Linked DNA regions of Sus scrofa: all the other regions are linked to region 3. Evidence: chromatin contacts called from public HiChIP or PLAC-seq data. All regions are on one chromosome and are shown on one strand. The core of a region is the stretch at or near the end of the contact, and the rest is flanking DNA. Distances in the headings are between cores, read along the strand shown. Region 1 overlaps MGAT5 (alpha-1,6-mannosylglycoprotein 6-beta-N-acetylglucosaminyltransferase A). Region 2 overlaps MGAT5 (alpha-1,6-mannosylglycoprotein 6-beta-N-acetylglucosaminyltransferase A). Region 3 overlaps MGAT5 (alpha-1,6-mannosylglycoprotein 6-beta-N-acetylglucosaminyltransferase A).

Region 1 (2,965 bases), core at 48-2,547, 140 kb after region 3:
AACCACTGTTTTCAAAGGTGTTTTATAGTCTGTCAAGTGGACCTTGTATTTATTTGGGGAGACTTTTGCTGTTTCTTGTTGAGAATTAATTCTGGATTTTTCTGGGCTTTCCAGGGATTTGGCTTGACCCTGTTTTTAGGCACTATATCAGTTGGCCTTTAGTCAGCTGTGCATACCACTTTTTCTAAACTCCTAAAGGCATTCTTTTTTTATTTTTTCTCAGTCTCCAACAAGGTGATTATCCCTCAGTAAACAAATGAAAGGAATCTGCCTACACAGGAAAAAAAAAAAAAAAAATAGAGATGACATCTGCCTATAACATTTTCAAGAGAAAATAAAACCCTGAAGTTGGTATCTTGCACCTTGAATTATCCTGTGTTTGCATAGTTCTCATCATTTGCATGGCGCCCTCTTGCACAACTTCATCTGACTTATGTAAAAACATCAGCCGTGATGAAACATCTCTATTTTATTGTGTTATTTCCTCTCTTGCCCTGGAGACTGTGGCTGAACGTAGCAATCCCAGAGACGACCAGATTCCTCATTCCCGGTTTCAGGCACCTTGAATCTCAAATTTATATTTACCTCCAAGCGTTGAAAAGTTTCAGTAACCTTCATTTGTCTGCTTAGCAGCCTCCCTGTTCGTATCACTGTCGTGGAACATTTCCGACACTCTCAGCAAAGTCTGATTGGATTGGTTTATTTCCACTTAAGCTATTTTTAAGTACTCTTGAGGATTTGCCTTCTGGGTGCTCACATTGTATAGTTATAGTCCAGACCGGGGGACATTCAGTATTTCTTGGCACATGGAAATTTGGGAGTTGAGCAAGGAGCAGTTGGGGGTTCTGAAGTGTTCGTTCAGAGCCTCCCTGTTTCACCCCCAGCCCCTTTCCTTTTGTTACAGCATCTTGCCCCTGCTGGCTCCTCTGATGTTGTCCTGCCTCCTCTCCGTGTTTAGATGTCTCCCTGGGTACCAGGTCCTCTCTGATACCCAGGCCATGGCATGCACTGTTCCCTGTCTATAGCCCCATCCCTCGTTCCCCACCACCTCCTTGCCCACCCTGCAGGGAGGTGTCCTGTCCTCCGGAAAGCCCTCCTTCCAGGAGCCATGCACCCCTGTCCCAGCTTGGGGCCCACTTTGTGATTTTCACCAGCGTGGTCACTGCTGAATCTTTAGGACTTGCAGTTGTAATGTCACTGGTGATTAATATTTTTGGCATTAGTAAAGAAAGAACAAATAGACCCAACTACAGAATGAAGTTGAGTTCATGAAAATATAAATCACATTGTCACCCACCATGATGTGGCCTCTGGCTGAAAGAAAGATGAGTCACCCCAGTAGCCTCAAGGCCTGGTGTGGTCGGGTCCTGCTACCCCGACCTCAGCTCTTACTGCACATCTTCTTGCTCCCTAACCTCTAACCTCCTTACTGTTTCTTAGGTGGGCCAGGCACACTCCTACGAAGCACCTTTGCATTGGTGGTTCCACCTTCTGGAATATTCCTCTCTTCCTCCTTCAGGACTTACTTTAACTCAAATGTCACTTTAATGAAACTAACCTTGACACCTCCCCCCACATACACACACCTTTTTTTTTTAAATTTAACCCCTTTCTCTCCCAAATTCTCAGGCCTCTTGCCTGCTTTATTTTCCTCTGTAGCTGTATTACCATGCAGCATTTATGTTCCATGGACTATTATTTTCTCTTTTTCTCCACTGGAATTGGAAATAATATTAGTAGGGGTCCTGTCTGTTTTGTTCATTGCTGAGACTCCAACATTTTGAAGAATGTCTGGCACAGAGTAGGCATTCAGAAAATATTTACAGACTGAATTAAATTAAATTGAATGATAATGCCTGTCCTGTTTTCAGTCCACGAAGCAATGTAGGGAAGGGAAGAAGGGCACAAATCTAAGTTTACAGAAGCTTCTTGGAGCCAACGGCCTCAGGTTACTCCCCCTTTGTCTTCCCATAGGGTTTAGTCTCATGATTGTGTTTTCACAAGGGGTTGTTTTCATTGACATTCTAACTCTTTGAACTTCTTCAAGGATTTGGGGTTCACAGTCATGTTTACTAAGTGCAATCAGATCAAAATAGTGGCTTGTAGACCCCAAATTTTGTCTGACAGAACAGAATTTTAGAAATGAGCCAGTCCTTTTTCATGCCAGAAACAAAGGTGTTGGTCTTAGCTGAGGATCTCTGGCTTCCGTGTATGACTTTATTTTTAGGGCCTGACAAGCCAAAGAGCTATTTGTGATTCAAACCGCCTTTTTGGCCTTTAACTTGGATCAGGAAGGCTTTTGCCTTTTATTTCTGTGCAGACCAGTGAGTAATAGGATCAACCTTGCAACTCCTTCAGTCTGAGCCTCAGCCTTCAGGAGTGACATTCTTCTAAAGAGTCCATTCCTTCCTAAATTGCTTTTTGACACTTGAAAAATTTACCCTGGTGTACCTTCTGTCAACAGTTCAGACACTCATCTTTTCAGCTCAACTGTACATAATAGTTTCCCCTGCCTGTATCCCAGCCTCCTGCTTCTCAAAGAGCCCAGCATCATTACCACTGGGTGGAAAAAAAGTCACTTTTGATGAAATTTGACGCATAACATCACAACGGTACAGTGTTTGAAATGGAATTGTTTCTTGTGTGATGTAACTTTATTTTTTGGTAGTTTTTTCTGTCATGCTGGTTCTGTCATCATCAGAATCGGCATCAACATTGTGAAAGCCATGAACGGCATTCTTCCCTGTTTGTTTAAAAAAAAAAAATTGAAATATAAAGAAAGTGAAAGAAATGTGAAATAGAAACCTACAGCCTAGACTCCACAATTAACAGTGTGCTTTATCTTTCTGTGACCTACCAGTCCATTGTCTATATTTTCTCTATCCATCAATCCAACTTTTCTTTTATGTATAAAAGAACCCTTAACCCTTAGATGTTTTGGTTTGACACCATTAACTAGAGTTCA
Region 2 (3,370 bases), core at 362-2,861, 180 kb after region 3:
ACCCCACCTCCGACAGAAGGAGCTGGGTCAAGCCTGACACTCCTTTCCCATAATGCCCTGTGATTCACACGCCCTCTTTATCGTCCTCACACAGCCAGTGTGTGTTTATGGAGCACCTGCTCTGTGCCAGACCTCTGCACACACAGTGTCCTGCCCTTGTGAGTTCACAGTCCCGCGGGGTGGAGACACACAGTGACAACTCGGCCCGAAGGGACCTCTCAGGAAAATACCTAGGACAGCGAGGAGGCAGCCGCTCACTTCACGTGGGTGAGCCCAGGACTTGTAAAGGATGAGGGGAGAAGGCGTCCAGGCAGGAGACAAAATGAGGGAGGAAGGAAGGGCATCTCAGGAAGGCCATGGTAGGCCAGATACACCCAAGAGGAGGGGGGATTTGAGAATGCAGAGTAAATGCAGGTGGGCCTTAAGCAAAGGAGGAGAGGATGTGGCAGGAGGTGATGTTCGAGGGCCCTTCACAGCCCAGGTTGTGAAAACCCGTCGTGTGTGCTTAGCCGAGGAGGTGGTCTCTCATTGCTTTTGAAAACTTTAATAAAGGGCAACCAAATCTTCCCTTCTGGAAACTGTGGCACCGGAGAGGGTGGGTTGAAAGGGCTGTAAGCCAGGAAACAGTGTCTTAGCCCAGAGTTCTAGAAAGCCGGGCCTGAGGCAAAGATGGAAGTATGACTGCTTCTGGGGGAAGGAGGTGCAAGCCCAGAGCAGTGAGGATGAGGAGAGGCAGGGAGGCCAGTAGAAGTAGGAGATGATGTGATGGGGACTGGCCACTCTGGCTCCTGCTTCACCAGGAGCTGCACAGACACAGCCTGGGTGCTGGGTGCTCTAGAACCCCTGGAAGCTTTGCAAGGAGAGACTGACTCTACTTGGCATAGACAGTAGAAGAGAAAAAAGAGGCTCCCTCCTGTTTCCCACTTCTCTCTGGCCCTGGTTCATGGCACAGGGACCTGGTATCCCGTTCCTCTGGGATGCTGTTCCAGGATGGAGACCTGTGCCTCCCCAAGCCATGCCCTTCACCCCTCGGGTACCTGCTTCCCAGTCTGAGAGTAGAGGGCAGCCTGGCTCATGGGAGCACCTGCTGAGAAAGGGAAAGAAGAGCCGTCAGTCTGGGAAGGCTCAGGGGTGTCACCATTCAGACAGGGAGCCCCACCCTGAGGCTGTGAGCAGTCCAAGCAGGGTGGGGTGGTGCCAGCGTGGATGGAGGAGGCTGGCCTGGCAAAAGACAAGATCTTCACGCAATAGAATCGACAAACCCAACCCCAACCTTTCCAGGACTTATACTTGAGTAGCAGTTAGTAAAGTGGCCAGTTTGGGGCAAGGCATTCTCTATGGCCTTGTGTTTCCTAAGGAAAATATATGATTCATCACTGAATAGTTGTTCTCAAGCTATGGAATAAACCAACTTCTGTGTTTGTCAAAGAAGAAGAGGAAGCTACTGTTTTAAAAATGGTTAAAAACTCATGATGGTCAAAATGAAGAAGCTGATCACAAGTGTACTCGTCCACGTTCTTTCTGTTGAAGTGGCAGAAGCTCAGCTTTCCTCACTTGGAACTGGGAAACTCTCAGGACCCAGGGGAAGGCAGGCACGCACCAGACAGAGATCTACCGGGAACTGTGGACCAAGCCCCGGCCGGGACCTGCACCCTCTCACACTTGGCTTCCTCTCTGTGAGGACTTTCTCTTTTTCTGTCTGGAGCCTGACCTCCAGGTGGCGGGACTGCTGCTGGCTTCCACAGCCAGGTTTCTAACCCTCCGCTTTGGCTCTGGGGAGGATTGGCTCTTCGCATCCATCCAGCCCTCCCTGGGGAGGACGCCCACGGGGCCAGCGCTCACCAGGTACTCTCCACGGACTAACCAACTCTGGGCAGGGCTGCAGAATTATTATGTTTTAAATGGGAAGTCACAAGGGCCCCAAGGATGAAGGGAAGTAGGGTCCAGGAGACCAGTGTGTGTATCTGCTATGGGGCACAGGGAGCAGGGATGTTGACTGGGGGGCGGGGGGTGCATAACATCCACTGCACCCTAAAGCTGAGAACACTGCCATTCACCAAAGAATCTTCCCATACCCCCGATTCACCAGCTGGAAAAGAAAAGGCTCCTCATTCTGCAGTTCTGCCTTCTGCCTCCCCCTGGCTAAAGTCATGTGCACATGTGGCTAGATTGAATTGTTTTCCTAAAGCTCTCTGTTCAAGCTCTGAGTATCTCGTGACCAGTTCTGCAAACAGAGCTGCCTCCAGCTACAATCACAGGCCCCGCTGAAGAAACAGGGAAAGCCCTGCTCCTTTGCTGCAGCCTGTTCTCTCCTTTGCCTTGTCTTCCCTTTCCCCACCTCCTGATGAGTTAACATAGATTGAAATTTTAATCAGTTTGAGGGTTTTTTTTTAATGGGAATTTAAATTGAAGTGGAAACCAAGAGCATTAAGGGGTTGCAAGCTGCTGGCTGAGACCTCTGGAGACAGGTCTCATCCCCGAGACAGAGGAGGTGGCACGCTGCAGGGTGATGACCCCATGCAAGCCCCCTTTGGCTGTGTCTCAATAAATCTTAGGTGATAGGGTTTATGGAATAGAGAAATTCCTTCATCCTTAGTTTCTTAAGTCAGAGAAGGAAAAGGCTTTCTAGGGAGTGATATTGCTCCAATTCTTGGATCAACAAGACTCCTAGTTCCAGGGTGTCACCTTGACTCTGGGCCTCAGTGTCCAAAATCAGGAGGAGGAGTTCCCATCATGGTGCAGCGGAAACAAATCTGTCTAGGAACCACGAGGTTGTGGGTTTGATCCCTGGCTTCGCTCATTGGGTTCAGGATCCAGCATTGCCGTGAGCTATGCTGTAGGTTGCAGACGTGGCTCGGATCTGGCATTGCTGTGGCTGTGTTATAGGCTGGCAGCTGTAGCTACTATTAGACCCCTAGCCTGGGAACCTCCATATGCCATGTGAGAAGCCCTGAAAAGACAGAACACACACACACACACACACACACACACACACACAATCGGGAGGAGAGGGGTCTGCTGGGAAATACCCTCACCCCTGCATACACAATCCTCCCTACTCTGGGCCTTCTGATGCGTGGGGAAAGGCAGGCAGGACCATGCTTAATTCATGAAATCGCATCACCTTATTTCTCCACTGATGAGAGAAGGGGATGCTTTGAACCTCTTTCTTTATGATAAGAACTGGGCCCTCCAGCAAGAATGGTGGCAGCTTTGGTGTCATACAGACTGGTTTCTATTTTTTCTTGATTGTATATTTTAAATTTTCTATTTTAACTGTGAAATAGATCAAATATACCAACCACCCAGATGTATAGATGTTAATATTGTACAATAGTTTGCTTTAACAGAAAAGCCATATATTACAAAC
Region 3 (3,192 bases), core at 324-2,823:
AAGAAACTCCGTAAGTAACACTTTAAAAGGCAACTTTTTATTTTGAAATAATTATTTAACAGGAAGTTGCAGAAAGACTATTCACAGTTTTGTGGACCCAACTTCCCCTTATGGTGTCATCTTATGTGTTCTAGAATAATATCAAAACCTAGAAATTGACTACAGACCTAAGTAATGCTTTTTAATGCCCATTTCTCTTGTCAGGTTAGAATGTCACACTTCCTGTTACGTGGATTCTTGGATTATTTCTTGACTTCATGTGGAGATATTTGAGAATGGCATGGCCATTCCCGAGTCTGTGAGTGTTGAGGAAGTGGTGGTAGTATTTGTCGTAGGTGAGTGTCTATAGGATTTTGATAGCTACTGCTTGTTTCCCCTTGCAAAGTGGATTATACCCCACAGAGCTTGCCAAGAATAAATTTGAGCTGTGTAATTTTATCCAGTGACCTAAGGTCAAACTTTCTTATGTAAAAAGTCAGAACTGCCGTAACAGGTTTCATGCTAGTACAACGGTGGCCGTTTATTCTTATATCTAAGATACAGTTAGCTTAAAATGATGTCCGTGTGAATTGTTTCCCAGGCATGCATAAATCTTGCTTTGTTTTATCTTGTTTAGATTGTAAAACATAAGGGCCCAGGGCTTGTTTTTTTTTTTTTTTGGTCTTGTTTTGGTTGTAATTTTAACTACAGCATCTACAGGGGACTGGCTCTATGCTGTGAATCATAAAGTAGAGTTTTGCTCTGAGAGATGGCATGTTACTCGGGGTTGTAATGAATTCAGGGGAACGGATTTCAGACTTTGAGGTGCTGACCTAGGAAATTCTTTGAAGCGTGATGTTTACCAACACTGGGAGTCGGGCTTGCTGCTTTCCTCATCAAAACTGGACGGGCTAGAAAAATCCTTTGTGTCAGTTGTGGTGACATTTTGCTGACACTTGCCTCCACTTTCTGTGTCTCACACAGCTTTGCTTGCATCTTTTGAGAAAGGGGACTTGGGGGGCGGTAAGAAAACCACTGTCTGATTCAGAATAAAACTAGGTCAGGAAGGCTGGTTGTATTTTTTTAAATCAGACAGTAGCAGGAGATCCCCCAGCTGACCGTGGAGGCCTGACAGGAGACCTGGGGATCGTTCAGAAACAGCCATCACTCATTAAGGGCCAGGCCCTTGGCAAACTGAAACCCTGGAAGGTAGAAAGTATCACAGATCAAGAAGCTGGATCTCCATTTGCATTGCTTCCCAAAGGGAGGGGCTCATGGCCAATTCATGTCAGTGCTAGATTTGAACCCAGATCTTATTGCCACACCAGATTGCCTCGCCGTCCACGCAAAACACTCTGGATTCAGCTCCGACGCTCTTGAGTAATTCCCAAGCAGGCATCTGCGAGAGGCTGCAAAGACTGACTTCTTTCACGGCTGAGAGCCTGCCTTCTGAGTGGAGAATTCAGAACACACTGGATGCCATGTCCCTTGATGCTGGGTAATCACCTCATTAGGGCAAGAGGGAGCTTTTGTGGGTCCGAGGAGAGAAGGAAGCAGCTGAAAGTCACTCATCTGATTCATTCTTTGTGTTACTCAAGCTTTCTGTCAGTGAAGTGGTGAAGCAGTTACTAGGGGCTGAGAAGGAAGCTCTGATGGATGGTCAAGGCCTTGGGTTTTTAGATTCCCAGAGCAGTGATGCCTGGGCTTTACCACACCAGCGAGCTTCTCTCTTGACCAAGGAGCCACGAGGACTTTTCCCAACAAATATCAAGTACTTTATTTGCAGGATTTGAATCCCTTCCTTCAAGGAGTTTGAATCTTAACAGGGAGCAACCCATGAAGCTAGAATGTGTATATGTATCAGGAATTCCAGGTTGATGGGAGTGCCTGCATAGGGGACAGTGGTGTGGCTCTGACCTTCTTCTAGGGAGACCAACCATCCCACTTTGCCTTGGTTTCCCAGGACAGGGGACTTCAATGCCAATACCAAGAGAGATGTGGTCACCCCACCTTGAGTAGTCTTTGTGGTCCTGGGCAGGTCTGTTAGCTTTTCTAGATCCCGGGTTCTGCATCTGTCTTTCTAGATGACTTTTGACTTCCCTTCTATGTTCTTAGGCTTGGCAATTAGGTGTGGCTAATCCACAAACTTGTATTGGGTAGAGCATGTGAGCGAGAAGCTAGAGCTCTGAAGCCTTCGATAGTGATGATCAGAAATCAGTATTTGATTGAGAGCAATAGTGGCTACTGTTTAGAAAGTCAAGAATGGCTCTGTAATTAGGATAAAGTAACAGACACCTGTAATCAGGTAGCCTGAGCAGGTGAGCAAGACTGTAAATGCCTTTGAACTTGAGTCACCCAGAACATTTTTTCTAAAGGGAAATCTGTGCAGACATTGATAGAGAGATTTGTCCCGGGACTCTGGGTTTCTGGCTTCTCTGGAAAGATTGGAACATCTGACCATCCCTAGAATGTCTTCGCTCAGCTTTTCCAAGTTTGGAGCTGCAAAGTGGCTGCCACCTCTAGATGGGTCTGTGGTTCCTCATGGCCCCCTTCCTCCTTCATCTTCCACCTTCTCCCCTCAGACTTGTTTTACTTCTATTTTCCTCTTTGCTCACTTTGATTATCTGTCTGGTAAGGTGGACACTTGAGCTCAGTCATGCTTAGAATTTGGGGATATGCTTAAAATTACACTGGTTTCCTGGCCTTACCCAGATCAGTTGAATTATCATCTTGCGGAGGTGGGTGGGCTGGCATTTGTCATTAAAAAGTCTCCCCAGTTGGATTTTTTTTTTTTTTAAGGGCCACAAGTGCGGCATATGGAAGTTCCCAGACTAGGCCTACGCCACAGCCACAGCCACGCTAGATCTGAGCCACATCAGCAACCTACACCATAGCTCATGGCAACACTGGATCTTTCACCTGCTGAGCAAGGCCAGGGATTGAACCAGCATCCTCATGGATACTAGTTGGGTTTATTTCCACTGAGCCACAATAGGAACTCCTCCGCAGGTGGATTTTAATGCATAATGATGGTTGAGAATCAAGGCTTTAGCTGATCCTGGGGTAGGTTTTGGTGGAGAGAAGCACCGTGGGGTAGAGGAAATGAGGTACCAGTTTACCTTTTCTCATTGGATGGAGTTATCACAGTGTGAGCTCAATGTGAACTGATCTCACGGGAAAAAAAAATCAGGGAACTTTTTGAAAGCAAATATC

Evidence for each region. HiChIP or PLAC-seq counts read pairs in DNA pulled down with a chosen protein or histone mark.
Region 1: a contact with region 3 is called in an H3K27ac HiChIP or PLAC-seq map of alveolar macrophages. The contact joins two enhancer-like sites. A contact is called at or near these places in 2 of 2 datasets of contacts at active chromatin or transcription factors (alveolar macrophages and skeletal muscle).
Region 2: an H3K27ac HiChIP or PLAC-seq map of alveolar macrophages shows a contact between it and region 3. The contact joins two enhancer-like sites. A contact is called at or near these places in 2 of 2 datasets of contacts at active chromatin or transcription factors (alveolar macrophages and skeletal muscle).

The regions. Positions count from the first base shown.
Region 1 is chr15:17,647,428-17,650,392 of Sscrofa11.1, reverse strand. The region is part of intron 10 of MGAT5 (alpha-1,6-mannosylglycoprotein 6-beta-N-acetylglucosaminyltransferase A); the gene reads left to right. Among named protein-coding and RNA genes, the nearest start is that of MGAT5, 270 kb to the left of the region's middle. Within about 2 kb of position 1,297, at least 14 of the 83 cell types and tissues checked have an H3K27ac peak or open chromatin away from gene starts, as enhancers often do. A contact at or near this core is called in alveolar macrophages, where this site is marked.
Region 2 is chr15:17,599,647-17,603,016 of Sscrofa11.1, reverse strand. All of the region lies in intron 11 of MGAT5 (alpha-1,6-mannosylglycoprotein 6-beta-N-acetylglucosaminyltransferase A), which reads left to right. Among named protein-coding and RNA genes, the nearest start is that of MGAT5, 320 kb to the left of the region's middle. Within about 2 kb of position 1,611, at least 12 of the 83 cell types and tissues checked have an H3K27ac peak or open chromatin away from gene starts, as enhancers often do. A contact at or near this core is called in alveolar macrophages, where this site is marked.
Region 3 is chr15:17,783,527-17,786,718 of Sscrofa11.1, reverse strand. All of the region lies in intron 1 of MGAT5 (alpha-1,6-mannosylglycoprotein 6-beta-N-acetylglucosaminyltransferase A), which reads left to right. Among named protein-coding and RNA genes, the nearest start is that of MGAT5, 130 kb to the left of the region's middle. Within about 2 kb of position 1,573, at least 6 of the 83 cell types and tissues checked have an H3K27ac peak or open chromatin away from gene starts, as enhancers often do. A contact at or near this core is called in alveolar macrophages, where this site is marked.